Linked DNA regions of Rattus norvegicus: region 1 is linked to region 2. The links are chromatin contacts, called in public Hi-C maps. All regions are on one chromosome and are shown on one strand. The core of a region is the stretch at or near the end of the contact, and the rest is flanking DNA. Distances in the headings are between cores, read along the strand shown.

What was found. A called contact is a pair of places that touch in the nucleus more often than the background predicts.
Region 1: a contact with region 2 is called in a Hi-C map of mammary epithelial cells, with 2.6 times the contacts expected there. The contact joins the promoter of Mical3 here to the enhancer-like site in region 2. A contact is called at or near these places in 7 of 12 Hi-C or Micro-C datasets (frontal cortex, kidney, liver and 3 more) and 1 of 1 datasets of contacts at active chromatin or transcription factors (oligodendrocytes).

Annotation. Positions count from the first base shown.
Region 1 is chr4:156,000,008-156,007,416 of GRCr8, reverse strand. It overlaps Mical3 (microtubule associated monooxygenase, calponin and LIM domain containing 3), which reads left to right and starts at 2,179. Exons shown (of 32, transcript NM_001415882.1): 1 at 2,179-2,296. It overlaps LOC134486633 (a long non-coding RNA gene), which reads right to left and starts at 2,003. Exons shown (of 2, transcript XR_010065917.1): 1 at 1,680-2,003; 2 at 315-1,360.
Region 2 is chr4:155,929,598-155,936,451 of GRCr8, reverse strand. It overlaps Mical3 (microtubule associated monooxygenase, calponin and LIM domain containing 3), which reads left to right. Exons shown (of 32, transcript NM_001415882.1): 2 at 225-563; 3 at 2,038-2,245; 4 at 4,092-4,208; 5 at 4,586-4,687; 6 at 5,214-5,369; 7 at 6,248-6,348. The coding sequence starts at 300. Among named protein-coding and RNA genes, the nearest start is that of Mical3, 72 kb to the left of the region's middle. Within about 2 kb of position 3,296, at least 19 of the 93 cell types and tissues checked have an H3K27ac peak or open chromatin away from gene starts, as enhancers often do.

The DNA of each region.
Region 1 (7,409 bases), core at 930-3,429, 72 kb before region 2:
GACTCCCTCTTCCCAAACACCCCTGGCACACATCAGGCTAACAAACAAAACAAAAATCCTCCCCACCCCCGGCACAGTGCTGTACAGCAGGATTATAGGGTGGTCCTAGGGCCAGGCCTCTTTGTCTGGGCCCTTGTACAGATTAGCTTCTTCACACGCTTTTCCCCTCTCAGCTATGAATAGAAGTAATGCCCTTCATAGCATTAATCTGAGGTTGTAATGAGAAGACACACATAACCCTCTCCCAACAGAACTGATATACTGTGTTTAGTCAGCTTCTTCACAGTTATGAGAAACATCTCTGACTTAAACAGTTTAAGGGAGGAATTCTTTTAATTCGTGATTTCCATCTTCGGTTCCCGGCTCTGTTGACTTGGGGCCCCAGCAACAGGAATCCGGCAGGAACAGCATGGCAGTAGGAAGCCTCGGACCTCGTGGAGGATAGGAAGCAGAAGGACAGTCAGGAAGAGGCCAGGGGACAAGATAACTCCTAATGACCTACTTCAGCCCGTCAGGCCCCACCTCCTAAAGTTTCCAGCACCTCCCAAAATAGCAAGCCAGCTGGGGGCCGAGCATCAAACCCATGAGCCTTTCTGAAGGACACTACTTATCTAAATCATAACAGTTCATAAGCACGGACAGCAGCTGCTGCTGGATCCTGGGGACAGAGAGGAGTGCATGTAGGGGCATAAAGTACAGAAATTTAGGGTCACAGGGGCACAAGGTAGAAATGGGAGCTCTCCGTTGTCAATAGCTACAGGTTAGAAGAGCTCCATAGCAGATTCGAACTTTCTCCGTGTCCCTGGACAATAGCTTGGAAGATGGGTTGTCTGGCTACAAGAGGAACTCTCAGGAAAAGCATCCGGAATATCTTACGGTTTGGAAGCCAAGGAGTGCAAGCTGAAATTTTCTGAAAGTAGAGGGAGGGCCTGTGAATTTGATTTCCCAGAACCCGTGGCGGGAGAGAACTGATTCCTAAAAGTTGTCCTCTGACCTTCACGCGTGCCCTCCAGCGCCACACAACACTCCGTGCAAACGGAGTGGAATTTGTCTGAACCAGTCTGGCTTCCTGGACTAAGGGGAAGATGACCAGGCCTTTAGAGACGTTTGTTGATCTTCAGCTAGACATGGAAGGTGACTGAAGGGGAAAAAAAAACAAAAAACAAAAACCAAAAAACAAAAAGCAAGGGGACCCCTGCATAGTTGAGTGGTTTGTACAGACTTCAGCCAGGAACAGACTTATTCAGCCCGTGGGATTTGTTGAAGACTGGAATCCTGCACAGTCCGGCAGTTCAGTGAAGAAATTAACTGAGGCTTCTTCTGACTCTGGGAGACGCAGACGTAGGATGATCTCCACACCCTGGTAGGAAGAATAATGCTCCTTTACATATGAAAAAACCTTGAAAGACTATTCAGTCTGTTTGTACAGAAGTGTTGGTAGAAAGTCTACCTGCTTTCAACCACAGTTCCTTAAGATGCCCGGAACTGAAGAGATTAATCTCTCGAAAAAGACGAGGAAGGCTTTCTAGAGGTCAAGCGTGGTCTAATAACCTCATCGGATTGAAAAAGGAAACTGAGGCAGAGAGTTGGAGTTATCCATTCAAAGTCACATGGACATATAGACCCAATTCTCAGAAGTTTTCGATAGCTACTACCCCCTAAGTCGGAGACTTCCCTACTTTGTCTCATCTGGATAAGATCAGGAAGAAAATTCTAGCTTTGTTTTTGTGGCAGCTTCTGAGGGCAACAAACAAGTCCCCTTTAAGGATGTCCTCCCGTCGCGGGTCTGGCCGGCTTTGATATGCCCCTGGTGTTATCCCGTTGGCCCTTTTGTGTAGCTTCTCTCCCCTTCCAAGATTCCCAGCCAATCACCTCGTTCCTCTCCTACACCATTGGGCTTTCAGGAATATACCATATGGTCCATACCGAGGGGGGAGAGAGCAAGTAGGAGGGACTGGCGGCTATGCATTTCTTTACCTTCTGCTTGTGACCTGTGAGATTATGAAAGGATCAACCCTAGAGTGACAACCGGGTCTCAGAGAACGAGGAGCAGGAGTGAGCTGCGGGAGCACTGAGAAAGTGCGCCCCCGTTGGGGTCGGTGGTCCAGCCTAGAGGGCCGCAGCCCCCGCCCTCCCATGTGCTGGCCCCGCCCCGGCGGCGCCGCTCCTGCCGCCGCTAGTGCTGCTGCTGCCGCGCCGGACGCTGCGGGCTAGCGCGCGGGGGCTGCGGCTGCGTGTCCCGGCGCGCGGCTGGGTGGCCCCGCCGGCCACGAGGACACAGCAGCATGAAGCAGAGGTGAGCCCTGTGCTCTCGGGGAGCAGCCACATCCCGCCTACGCTGCGCCTCGGTGTGCCGGGGATCGGCGGCTGGCCCACGGGCGGCTTTGGCGCGGGTGGCCGCGGCGCCCTGATGCGTGGCTGGACACGTCCCACTGGGGCAGCTCCGGGGTCCCGGCCCGCCCCGTGCCTTGTGCCTCCCTCTGGTGGACGCGTGCGTCCGGAACGCTGGCGGAGCTGTGGCTCTGGCGAGGAAGCCCCTGTGCGCTTCCCGCTCTACCGGGCCCGTGTCCGGGTCCCTGACCTCCAGGAGTCGGGTGCTAGGTCAGGTCGCGCCCTGGGAGAACTCCAGAGAGCTGTCTGGCTAGTAGGAAAGGGACTGAGCGGCTTGGACTGGGTGTGCCCCAAGAGGCTTTGTAGGGTCCTGGGGAGTGGGGCTGCGCTCCCCGTTGTCCCTAGTCTGGAGCCCAGCAGGCGCAGTGTGTAGGTTGCTGTTATGGCAGGTGGCCATGACAGAGAACTCTTGACATTTCCGTCTGGTGGTAGACTGAGTCGGGTACCGGGAGCCACGGAGGCTTCTTATCTCAGCGCCCCCCCCCCCCCAACTGCCTTACAAAGTGACAACACTGTTGGAGGTACCCATGGCACGCTAGACATCACCAGCTTAAGAATAACCTTGGAGAGCCCTACCCAGATATGGGCTTGTCTGGTGTTTTCAGACAGCCGGCGTGATGGCCGATTGCAGGTTTCTGGTATCTCTGCTTGGCAAGCATCGGCATCATCCAGCTCTTTCACAATTGTTGCTGGGAAAAAGGGGTCCTTCAGGAGCCTCGGCGCAATTGGGAGCGTGGGTCAGCTTTGTATCTTGGCTGACTTTTTTCTGTACCCCTCCCCCCTCCCCCCATCCCGAGTCTGGAGACAGAAAGTTATTTCCAAGAATACACACCACATCCGTATTGCTTTGATTTAGGTGTTTAACTCAGGCATTAATTATGGCTTGTGTGAAACGGATTAATGCTGAGCAATGGAGATCGTTAGAGATTGTGGGGTCTTTTGTTTGTTTGTTTTGTTTATTTAAAGTGTGCCGTGGGTGGAAGGAGAGACTAGCATTTGAATACCAGTGCATCCGAGTGTGTTTGACACAGTCGCTTAGGTTGGTGGTGAGAGAGAGTGAGATTTTATGAGGAAGAAAGACCTCTTACAGATTGCCGTTCCAGCAGGAATAAGTTCACTTATGATCTAGCCACAAAGGATGCTGCTCATTGAGGCCGCCTTCTGTGAGCACATCTCCCAAGGGCCTTGAAGAGAATATCATAAATTCCGTATTTGATTGCCACATGCACTCAAGTCAGTTATTTTAGCCTTCCAGTGAGCCTTTCTTAGGCTCGAGGTTGTAAAAGTGTTAGACTGTCTTTTAGTGGTGTACTAATAGCACGTGTTGATTTCAGAATTATAGCTAAGACAGTTCAGCTGGTTCTGCAAAGAATGGCTTAGAACTTGGACCAGGTTCCTCAGCTAGAGTGCTCACTTTTGAAAAGGCTAAAACCCGGTTGTATCGTGAGGTTTCTAGGTGTGGGAGAGAGAATGGGCTTTGGAAATAATGTGGGAAAAGTGCTTTGAACAGTGGGATGGAGTTGGGCCTCTGGTGCCCCTCCCCCTAACTAGGAGGCCAGCTCTTCCCCTCCCACTTTTTAGCTTCCTAGACATTTTAGTAGGGGGTATACGGAAACACTTCTGCATTGGGAGAAGTTAAACAAGGAAAATTGAGGTTTTTTCCACCTGTCTCATGCATTTTCTTGGTTTTGTTTGTCTTTTGTTTTTTATTTTTATTTTTTAAGACAGGTTTTCTTTGTGTAGCCCTGCCTGTCCTAGAACCCAGTCTGTAGATCAAGCTGGCCTGGAACTCAAGGAGATCCACTCACCTCTGCCTCCTGAGTGCTGAAATTAAAGGCTTGCGCCACCACTGCCTGGCTTGGTGGTTGTTTTCTTTAGAGATAGGATCTCTTTGTGTGTATTCCAGTCTGAACTTGCTGAGTAACCCAGGCTGGCTCCTTTTATTTATTTATTTATTTTTCGCATAGGGGGTCTTGTATATTTTGGGCTAACCTCGGACTCCCTGTGTAGCCAAGGATGACCAACTTGATCATGCTTTGTGGCAAGTGAGCTCCTGATCCTCCTGCGTCTCGGTCATGAGCGCAGAGATCATAGGTGTGACCAGTGTACCTACCCAGCAGTATGTTGCACTTTATATGTTTATTTTTACTTAAAGGTATGCATGTGAGTGTGTCTGTGAGTGCCCATATGTGTGCAGGTTCCCTTGGAGGTCAGGAGGGGTCATCAGATCTCTGGAACTGGAGCTACGGATGATTGTGAGTTGTCTGACATGGGTGCTGAACCTTCAGGCTCCTGGAAGAATAGTGCTCTTAACCACTGAGCCATCTCTCCAGATCTAGGGCTGCACTGTGAAAGGCAGGATGGTGCCTATTCTAGAAGAGGTGCTACCACTGGGTAGGAGAGCTTTCTTCGATCTGTTGATTGCTCTTATAGGTGAGGATTTTACTCCACGGATTGACATGTCCAAGTGGAACTAGAATCATGACTTGATTTTTTTTTTCCGACACTGACATCTGAGAAGTCGCCAGGATGACTGAAGCTGGACCAGCAGGCAGGAGTAGCCGCTTAGCTTTCGTGGACTCTGCTCTGGGCTCGGCAAGGAGCCACCGCTTGCCTCCTCCCTTCTTGCAACTGGTTGTATGAGCAGATTAAAAGGCTATCAGAGCTAATGTACTTGGAAGAATAAGAACCATCATTGGTTTGTTTATGTTGCGTGATAGTGGGTGTGACATTTTTACAGAAGCAGACTCTGGATTTGGTCACTTCTTTTTCTTTGACAAGGTGAACTTCCTTTTTCTCACCGATTGATCTTCTTTGGAGGCAGGTGCCTGGGCCTCAGCTAGGCTCACCATTGAGCCACACCCCCAACCCAGTGACATTGATTCTTATTTGCCTGTAATGCAGTCAAATTATATAGTACGGTGTTTCCCCAATTTGAAGAAGCAGAAGTGACGTGATTGGCTCTGAGTACACAACCATTGATCCTTGTGTTGGATTTTTTTCCGTCTCGTATTCCATTGACACCTTTGGAGGAAACCACTGAACCACACCCCTCTTGTTCTTGTTCTTGTGCTGAAGGATTTAGGGCAGACCACTGTACTTTTCCGAATTCTGGTAAGCAATGTCACCGTTCTTTGATTGCCAGTCAGTGCCTCAGCACCTGGGCTAGGTGCCTGTCATCTGTTTTCTCCTCATAGGCGTGTTTAACTCATCTTCCCTGTTTCCTATATGACACACTAGCATGTGGTAAGTTCCCAAGGCAAGAACGTGGCAGAGAGCAAGGCTGGAGTCAGACCTAGGGTCTTATGCTGGGGAGTGTCATCACTGCCCCATGCTTTAGCCAGGCTTAGTGGGCAGGGTTTGGGGTCCTGACACCTGTCACTCTCTCTGCCGATCCCCCACCCTCTGCAGGGGACAGTCAGTACTTTGGGGAAAAAAAAACAACTGCAAAAAATTTATATTTTGAGAATATGAATAGTTAAATAGATTATTAAACCCGACAGGACAGTTAGGACCAGAGAGAATGGAAGTGCTTCAAGGGCTGGGGACATGATTCTCCGCCCTTAGCCTGTCCTTAGTGCTTAGCCTTCATCATTTGTTTTTGTTTTCAAGACAGAGTTTCTCTGTGTAGCCCTGGCTGTCCCGTAATTTACCTTGTAGACCAGGCTGGCCTTGAACTCTAGAGATCTACCCGTCTCTGCCTCCCAAGTGTTGGGATTAAAGGCGTGCACTGCCACTCCCGGCCAGTGCCTGGGCTTTTTCATTGGTGGCTGGCACTTTTGCTGAGGTCGGCAGGAAGGCAGGCGCTTCTTTTCAGCTGGAAAGTTGGACACCTGCTCCTCTTTTGGTGTTTAGCTTCCGAAGATAATAGAGCACATTATGGGAGTTATGTGGGAATTGGAGGGGACGTTGTTTGGAAATTCACCTAAATCCATTCAGTGTACTTTCCCTCCCCTTCCAGTCAGTCCCTCTGCCAGTCTTTGGCTCCGTTTTTCAGAGTCCTCTGCCACCTGGGTGCTTGGATACACCATTGGGCAGGATGACGTCGCTGTCCGGGTGAGGCTCAGTCGTGCTTTCTTAAGGGTGGGGTTCAGCTGTCTGAAGGCATGTGGAGGCAACTGTTGAAGACAGGAAAGCAGTATTCTCCAGCCATTGAATGACTTTCCTTCATCGACTGCTCAGACTTGCACCAGAGGACAGAAGACTATGTCTTTAAAAAAAAAAAAAAAAAGGAAAGGATGACCAGGGGAAAGATGGGAGGAGGACTGTGGGCTTTTCCTCAGTGAAAGGGGATCGACGTTTCTGCTGAGCAGTAGAAGTCTGCCCTCCAGCATCTGTCAGACACTGCTTCCCACTGTGGTGTCTGCCTACCTCTATGGTTGAGACTGGCTGTAAAGTTGAGGAGAGGGATGACTGCCAGCAGAGGGGGCTTTCTGCACCGGGCGGGTCCGCTGGCATGGTTACATTCGAGATGTGCTGAAGGCTCATTCTGGGAAGGGGACATTGTAGCCAGTGGCTAGCCAGTCACTGCCATTGACTTTCCTCATAGCTTTAAAGTAAATGCGCAGGGTTGTGGGTGCGGCCCTGAGGTAGCGCCCTTGAACCCCAGCACCATTTAAACTGACAGCTCTATTTCGTTCGGTCCAGCCTGCCCTCTCTTTTTTACCTGTGTCTCTGGAGCCTGGGAAGACTCTCCATCTTGGGAGCCTGAGGAGGAGAAGGGAGAGCCCTACCCCCTTCCTGGCTGTCCAATGATTGGGGATTTCAGAGTTCTGGAATAGGAAGGAGAGGTGCAGAGAGCAGCCTGCTAGAGCTGTTGGGCTCATAACAGTCCTGATCAACATGATCATGGTGGCCGACACTGGAGGGCCCTGACTGACCCTCTGTTGTGAGTGCTCTGCAGGGTCCTAAGCCAGCCTGGGACAGCTAGTTGGGGCAGGAAGCTATCGGTCTTTCCAACTAAGAGGGTGGTGGTCTCTGGGTTCCCATGTAGGCCTTTGGCTCTGTGCCTATACCTC
Region 2 (6,854 bases), core at 2,047-4,546:
CTTGCCTAGCTGAAAGCCGCAGCAGGCTGTGAATTGTCCACTGTAACATTGTCTCTGTGATGATGTCCTCCCCTAGGCTGTCATCTCCCCAACACCCAGACGGTGGCTGCAGTGTTTGAATGCACACCTCTCAGGTACTGTCACTGCTCTTCGGGCAGGAACTTGTCTCCTGGGAAATGAACAGAGATGTTGACCATTTCCTTCTCTTCCTGGTTTTCTCTTAGATTAAGGTGACAGTGCTGGGCGGATCAGCACCATTCCACCGCCCCTCTGTGGAGCCGTGCCAAGAGTAGGGGAACATGGAGGAGAGGAAGCAGGAGACAACGAACCAAGCTCACGTCCTCTTCGACCGCTTTGTTCAGGCCACCACCTGCAAGGGGACCCTCAGGGCCTTCCAAGAGCTCTGTGACCACCTGGAGCTGAAGCCCAAGGACTACCGTTCCTTCTACCACAAACTCAAGTCCAAGCTCAACTACTGGAAGGCCAAAGCCCTCTGGGCCAAATTGGACAAGCGGGGCAGTCACAAAGACTACAAAAAGGGCAAAGCCTGCACGAACACAAAGGTAGGGAGGGTCTGGGAGGGGAGCCAGGCCTCAGTCGGCCCTGAAGGGATTCCTTCTGCCCATCAGACCTGATTCTGAGCGTATTTCACGGAGTCACTTATTGAATGGTCAAAGTTTGAGGGTAGTAACTTTATTTTTCTGATGCCTCGCCCTAGCCTTACACTGGTAGGGGAATACAGGTTGCTTACCAGGAACATAGCCAGGCCAACGTGAGCATCCTTGACTTCATGGTTCCTGGCCCATCCTCTTTCCGTGTTCAGCACCTGTCACAAGGTCTGCTGTAACTCCCAAGCAAGGACCCTGTGAACCGAAGGATTTCTAATGCTGTCCTTCCAGCATGGAGAAGTTGGTTCCCAGGAAACAGCTCTGGACAGAGACCTGAGAGATGTACTCACCTGAGCTAGGGTTGGAGTGAGGAAGTGAGGGAGAGAGAGAGGTGTTCCCTGCCTTCTTCTCAGAAGAAATCCTTTTGGGAGAAGTTTAGGGAAAGTTAGTAAACAAATTCCCAGTGGCTTCAGGGCTATTATCTTGGCTTTTCATGACTTTTAATTTACCCTGTGGGACACCTAGCGACCCATCCCATAGAGAAATGTCAGATCTGAAGGCCTGGTTTTCACAAACGACTACACGTTAACTTAAAATAAGGGGAGCTCAGAGGAAGATCACTTGCTTCTCAGGCTCTGGGCCCCCGTCTCAGCATCCCCTCCTCTCTCAAAAATCACACACGCTCACACACGCGCACACACGCGCTCTCACACACACACACACACACACACACACACACACACACATACACACTCTAAATGTACTTTAAAACAAAACACTCAGTGGGCATCTGATGCCTCTGACCCCTACTAAAGGAGTTAAACAGATGGTGTACATATACTCTGGCTTGCAGACACACATTGGATGGATGGATGGATGGATGGATGGATGGATGGATGGATGGATGGTGAATGGATAGATAGATTACATACATACATACATACATACATACATACATACATACATACATACATACATACAATCTTTGAAAAACAAAAATATTTTCTGTATATGAGCTTTTGAGTATTAAAGGTTGTCTCCTGGGAGCGATATACGTGGTAGACCCAGACTCAGTTGCCCGGATGTAGCCAATACTCTTTCCTTTGGCAGCAGCCACCTTAGAGACTTCCTAAGGGTCCTGACTTGATGAAAGACAAGATGTGATTTTCATACTGTTTGTAGATGATGATCCGTTTAAGTCTTGCTGATGAATCTATGGATTCTCTAAGCTGCTTGAAGTAGACAAGCCACGTTTCAGTCTTCCCTACCCAGCTATCATGAGCTCATCCTCCTAGCCACTGCAAGAACTCTGCGGTCCCAGGCAGGCATCCCATGTCTTGGTCCTGGAGTTTGGCCCTCAGAGTAAATGCTATGAGGAGTGGGATTTGGGAGGCGTGGCCTTGGCCCTTAAAGTGCCTGTATCTTTCAGTGTCTCATCATTGGAGCTGGCCCCTGTGGTCTCCGCACGGCCATCGACCTGTCCTTGTTGGGAGCCAAGGTGGTGGTTATTGAAAAGCGAGATGCCTTCTCCCGCAACAATGTCTTACATCTCTGGCCTTTCACCATACATGATCTTCGAGGTCTGGGCGCCAAGAAATTCTACGGCAAGTTCTGTGCCGGAGCCATCGACCACATCAGTGAGTAACAGCAGCTCTTCCTGCTTCCCTTGTTCAGGAGTTAGATGAGGGATTCCGCCCATCCGGAATTCCCACCTGCCATCTTTGTCTATAACCTGGCTTCTTAACCCCAAGTGGGGTTAAGAAAAACTCTTGTCAAGAAGGAGTTAAAATTTGATTTAAAGAATCTGTAGTTGGGGCCAGATATCGTGGCTCATGCTTTTAATAATCCCAGCTCTCAGGAGGCAGATACAGACAGATTCTGAGTTGAAGGCCAGCCTGTTCTACTTTTTATAATAAGAATCCTGTTAAGAATTCTTCCAAGACAGTCAGGACTACACAGAGAAACTACAGATATTTGGCTGGGTCTTGGGCTCTTGCTGAGTACCCACGGTATATGCAATGCAGTGGAGGGGAAGGGCGGACATTGAGAATAAGGTGGACAGTGTGGATTTGACCCTCTGATGGCTCTTAGTTCAGAGGAAGAAGTGCACAGGCTTTGGGGTTACATTGTGATCCTGCACACCCTCTACAGTGCCATGGGGACACAGAGCAGGCAAACAATGCCATGGGGACAGACCTGGGAAACCATACACATAAAATTGAGAGTCCTGGCCTGGACACATGTGCCAGGTCCACAGTGCGAGTCTGTGTGACGAGTGAACTCAGGACCTTGTGTTTGTCTAAGATGGTCCTGTTTTCGTGACTGCAAGTGCTCAAACTGAAACCAGTTTGGAACAGCATCAGTCTCATCAAGCTAGAAAAAAATCTTTTTCCTGTCATCAATTAGTCAGGGAAATGTCAGTAAGGAGCATTTGTTCTGAGCTCCTCCATATGTGACCTGGAAATACACTCAGCCATTAGACCTTTTTTGCCGTTTGAAGTGGTCACACCGATTTATCCAACACTAGCTGGCGGCTGCCACATTCCACTGGCAAGAAGGAGCGCTCAGCCCATCTGCCAGGCTGTAATTTGTAAAGCGTCTCAGAACCCACAGTTGTCTACAGAAATAAAGTGTGTGCTGGCTCGGGTCTCAGCCGGCCTTTGGGAGTGTGACTCAGAAGGGCCAGGATATGGTCAGCTGAGGAGAATAGTAACCAGGGTGACTTAGCAGGGGATTGGCAAGTGCTCCTAGCTCGTTAGTCACAGGCTGCAGGTAAAGTTGGCCTTAAGAGAGGACCAAGGGTGGTTGACTCATTGGATTTGTAGTCCTTATCCGTGGCCAGATTTATTTTAGGGCAGACAGTATCTCAGATCAGGGACAGGATTTCTGTCCCTCCGTTACCGGGTATTGATTCCAGATCTGGTAGGGACCCATTAGACACCAATTATGTTTATTACTGTAACAATGAACAAGAGTGTCAGTCCCTTTGGTCCTCAGTCTCCATAACTGTAAGTCACTGGTGTAAGTCACAGGGTGGGGTTGTGATTTCTTTTGTGCATCTGGTGTGAGGTCAGAAGGCAGACACTAGCATCTTACCCGTGGCACACCTCTCCTGTGGCTTGCAGTACTAAGGTGCCTCTGAAGTCCGTGGACACCGCTATAACAGTGGCTCTCACTGGACCCAGGAAATAGAAGTGTGATTCTCCTTGGCCACAGTTCTGTGCCGTCTCTGTAGTCGCGTCAGGATGTTCAGAATACCCAGCTCCTGAAGCGGGGTGGCGTAGTGTATCCAGAATGTTTCTCCCACTGTTTGATGTTTACGGTGTGGAGAAAGAAATGAGAACTTGTGAGCCATGTCTCTGCTGTGCCAGCCTTTGGGAACCTAAGCGGAGGTGGATGGGTGGGTGCCTTAGGGTAAGCATCACAGGGCTCTCCCCTCCCCATCCCCTTGCCCTCACCTTCGAGATCTCTGTGTTTTCCTAGGTATCCGTCAGCTCCAGCTAATCCTCCTGAAGGTAGCCTTGATCTTGGGCATTGAAATTCATGTCAATGTGGAATTCCAAGGACTTGTCCAGCCTCCCGAGGACCAAGAGAACGAACGTGGGTCCCACTGGACGGGGTGGGGGTTGGGGGACACTGAGTGGGTGAGCATAGCTGAGATCATGGGAGGAGCCAGAAGGACTTGCAGGTGGTTTCAGCACTGACTAAAAGGGTCTTTGTTCAGGCAGCCTGGGCTTTTCTGGACTTTTGGGTTACCTAAGAGGCCTTTGGCACAGTATTGGGTGTGGCGGGCATTTGTATTATAAAAAATTCGAAGGTAAGGAAAGTCTTTGTGAGCTCTTGTCACAGTTTTCTGCCTGAGGCTGCCCCTTGTTCTGTTTCACGTAGTAAGTACCGTGGGTTGGAATTTGGTGAAGTCTTGGTGTCTGGGTATGACCTAGCCTTGGTTATGACCTTCATTTTGCTTTGGTCCACAGGGATAGGGTGGCGAGCATTGGTGCACCCCAAAACTCATCCTGTATCAGAATATGAATTTGAAGTGATCATCGGTGGGGATGGACGTAGGAACACGTTGGAAGGTACTGGCTTTTGCCTACTCTCCTTTGCCTGGCTTTTCACAGATTGGAGGCTTACCCGTCCTAGAGACCACACCCCTAAGAAATTGCAAGCATGTTGCCCAGTCAGTGCCTGCAAGGGTATTTCCCACAGGACACTAGGACATGAGCTTAAAGATGTCCGTGCTACAGCTTTTAGTGTATGCACAGATGTGACTGGCACACAGCACCCCGCCACGTTAAGGGTAACCTTTAGTACTGAGTAATAATCTGGTCGTTTGGATTTCATGTTGTCCCTAATAATGGGCAGGCCTTCCTGTGTGGATTTCACATTGTTCCTGATAATGGGAGGGACTTCCTGTGTGGATTACCTGTTGTCTATGATAATGGGAGGGACTTCCTGTGTGGATTTCACATTGTTCCTGATAATGGGTGGGACTTACTGCATGTGTTGTTTCATTCCCGTTAGGTGAGCGGCCTACTTTTCCCTGACTCTGGCCCCCCATATTCTCTCATTCGAAGACCGAATCCCTTCTGTCTCTCCCTGTAGGATTTCGTCGAAAAGAATTCCGTGGCAAGCTAGCCATCGCCATTACGGCTAATTTTATCAACCGCAACACAACCGCAGAGGCCAAAGTGGAGGAGATCAGTGGGGTGGCTTTTATATTTAACCAAAAGTTTTTCCAAGAGCTGAGAGAAGCCACAGGTTGGTGTCAGTGCCTCCAGAGCCCAGGGGTTGTGGGCGTGGGTGTCCTTGGATGTCACGGCTGGGTCTTTTGTGGGCTGTTCTTTAGTGGTGCCTGCCCTGGCTTTTAGCACGCTTCCATACTACTGCCGCCCTGTGTTAGTCCTCAGCACAGTGACCGGGCCGCTCTGGAATTGATTTTGTTTGTTTTGCCTTCTGCCAACTCATCCCCAGCCCCTTCCCCCTACCTACCACACAAGCCAGGATGTATGGTTCCTGCTGGATGGGCAGGCTGCTCACTGGCAGCTCTGGTTGTGTTGACGGCCTGACCTTTGGTATCACTGTTGGCCTTCCCTGAGGTCATCACCAGCAACCATTGCTAGTCAGGAATGGGTGACTGTTTTCTCATGGATTCAGTTAGCTGTAGATAGAGATTTTTTGCTGCAGTAAAACAGAAAAGTATCTTCTTTCTGTTTTCTAGAGCTTGGTTTCTTTCCATTCAATGTATCTTTCAGGTTAACTGAATAAAAATTCATTATTTGTCCGTCTGAATTTAGGCGTCTATCCTGTTAGAAATCTAGGAACTTCCTCAAGCACCCTTGATTATCACAGAGGCTTCACCTGGTTAAACAACCCATCCTCCCCCCTTGGAGATCGGCCTCTCGTTTGTCGTGCTTTTCCCATCCTGGTGTTTTTGTTCACTAATGGTCATCATCGATACGTAGTGAGTTATTGGACAGCATAAAAGAAGTTCCATGCAGGAAGTGAGGGTCTGAGCCTGGACGGCTTTCTTGCCTGGTGCTCTGCAGCCCTTTCCGAGAGACCCAGGCCCAGCGTTGTACGGATCTCCTGACGCTCCAGTCCCCGTGAATTCTCACACGTCTATCTTCTGGTTGCAGGTATCGACTTAGAGAACATCGTCTACTACAAAGATGACACGCACTACTTTGTCATGACGGCCAAAAAGCAGAGTTTGCTGGACAAAGGGGTGATACTGCATGTGAGCAATGGATTCCTTTCGGGCACCATTTTTTGTTGGACTTCTTGATATGATCACGAGAAGAAATTTATATTCTGATGGGTTTTTTTTTTCTTTCTTCCCCTGTAAGGGAATAAAAATGGCACTGAACACATCTGGAAACCGACGCTCCTTATTAGTTTAACTTAGAAGTATTCTTATTATGAAGAGCTGAAACTATAAACAGGAGGAGGAGAGTAGAAAGGGCCTTCGTGGCCATGATTATGATTGGCTCTGACGGTTACCAACATGGCCAATATTTTTTGAATAAGCCCAACCTCTTCCTCTCTGCCCTCTCCTGCTTGGAGACTGTTTTAAAACAGCAGGAAACTTTCATGTCATGTATAATTAGCCCGTTTGACTTTAGGTAACCTGATGTACAGTTATAGCCAATCGCATAACCAAGTCTTTCACATTGCTAGCCAAGAACCTCTGCCACGAGCTACCTTCCTAGACTCTTCTTATAAAAGAACTATTTGTTTTGAGAC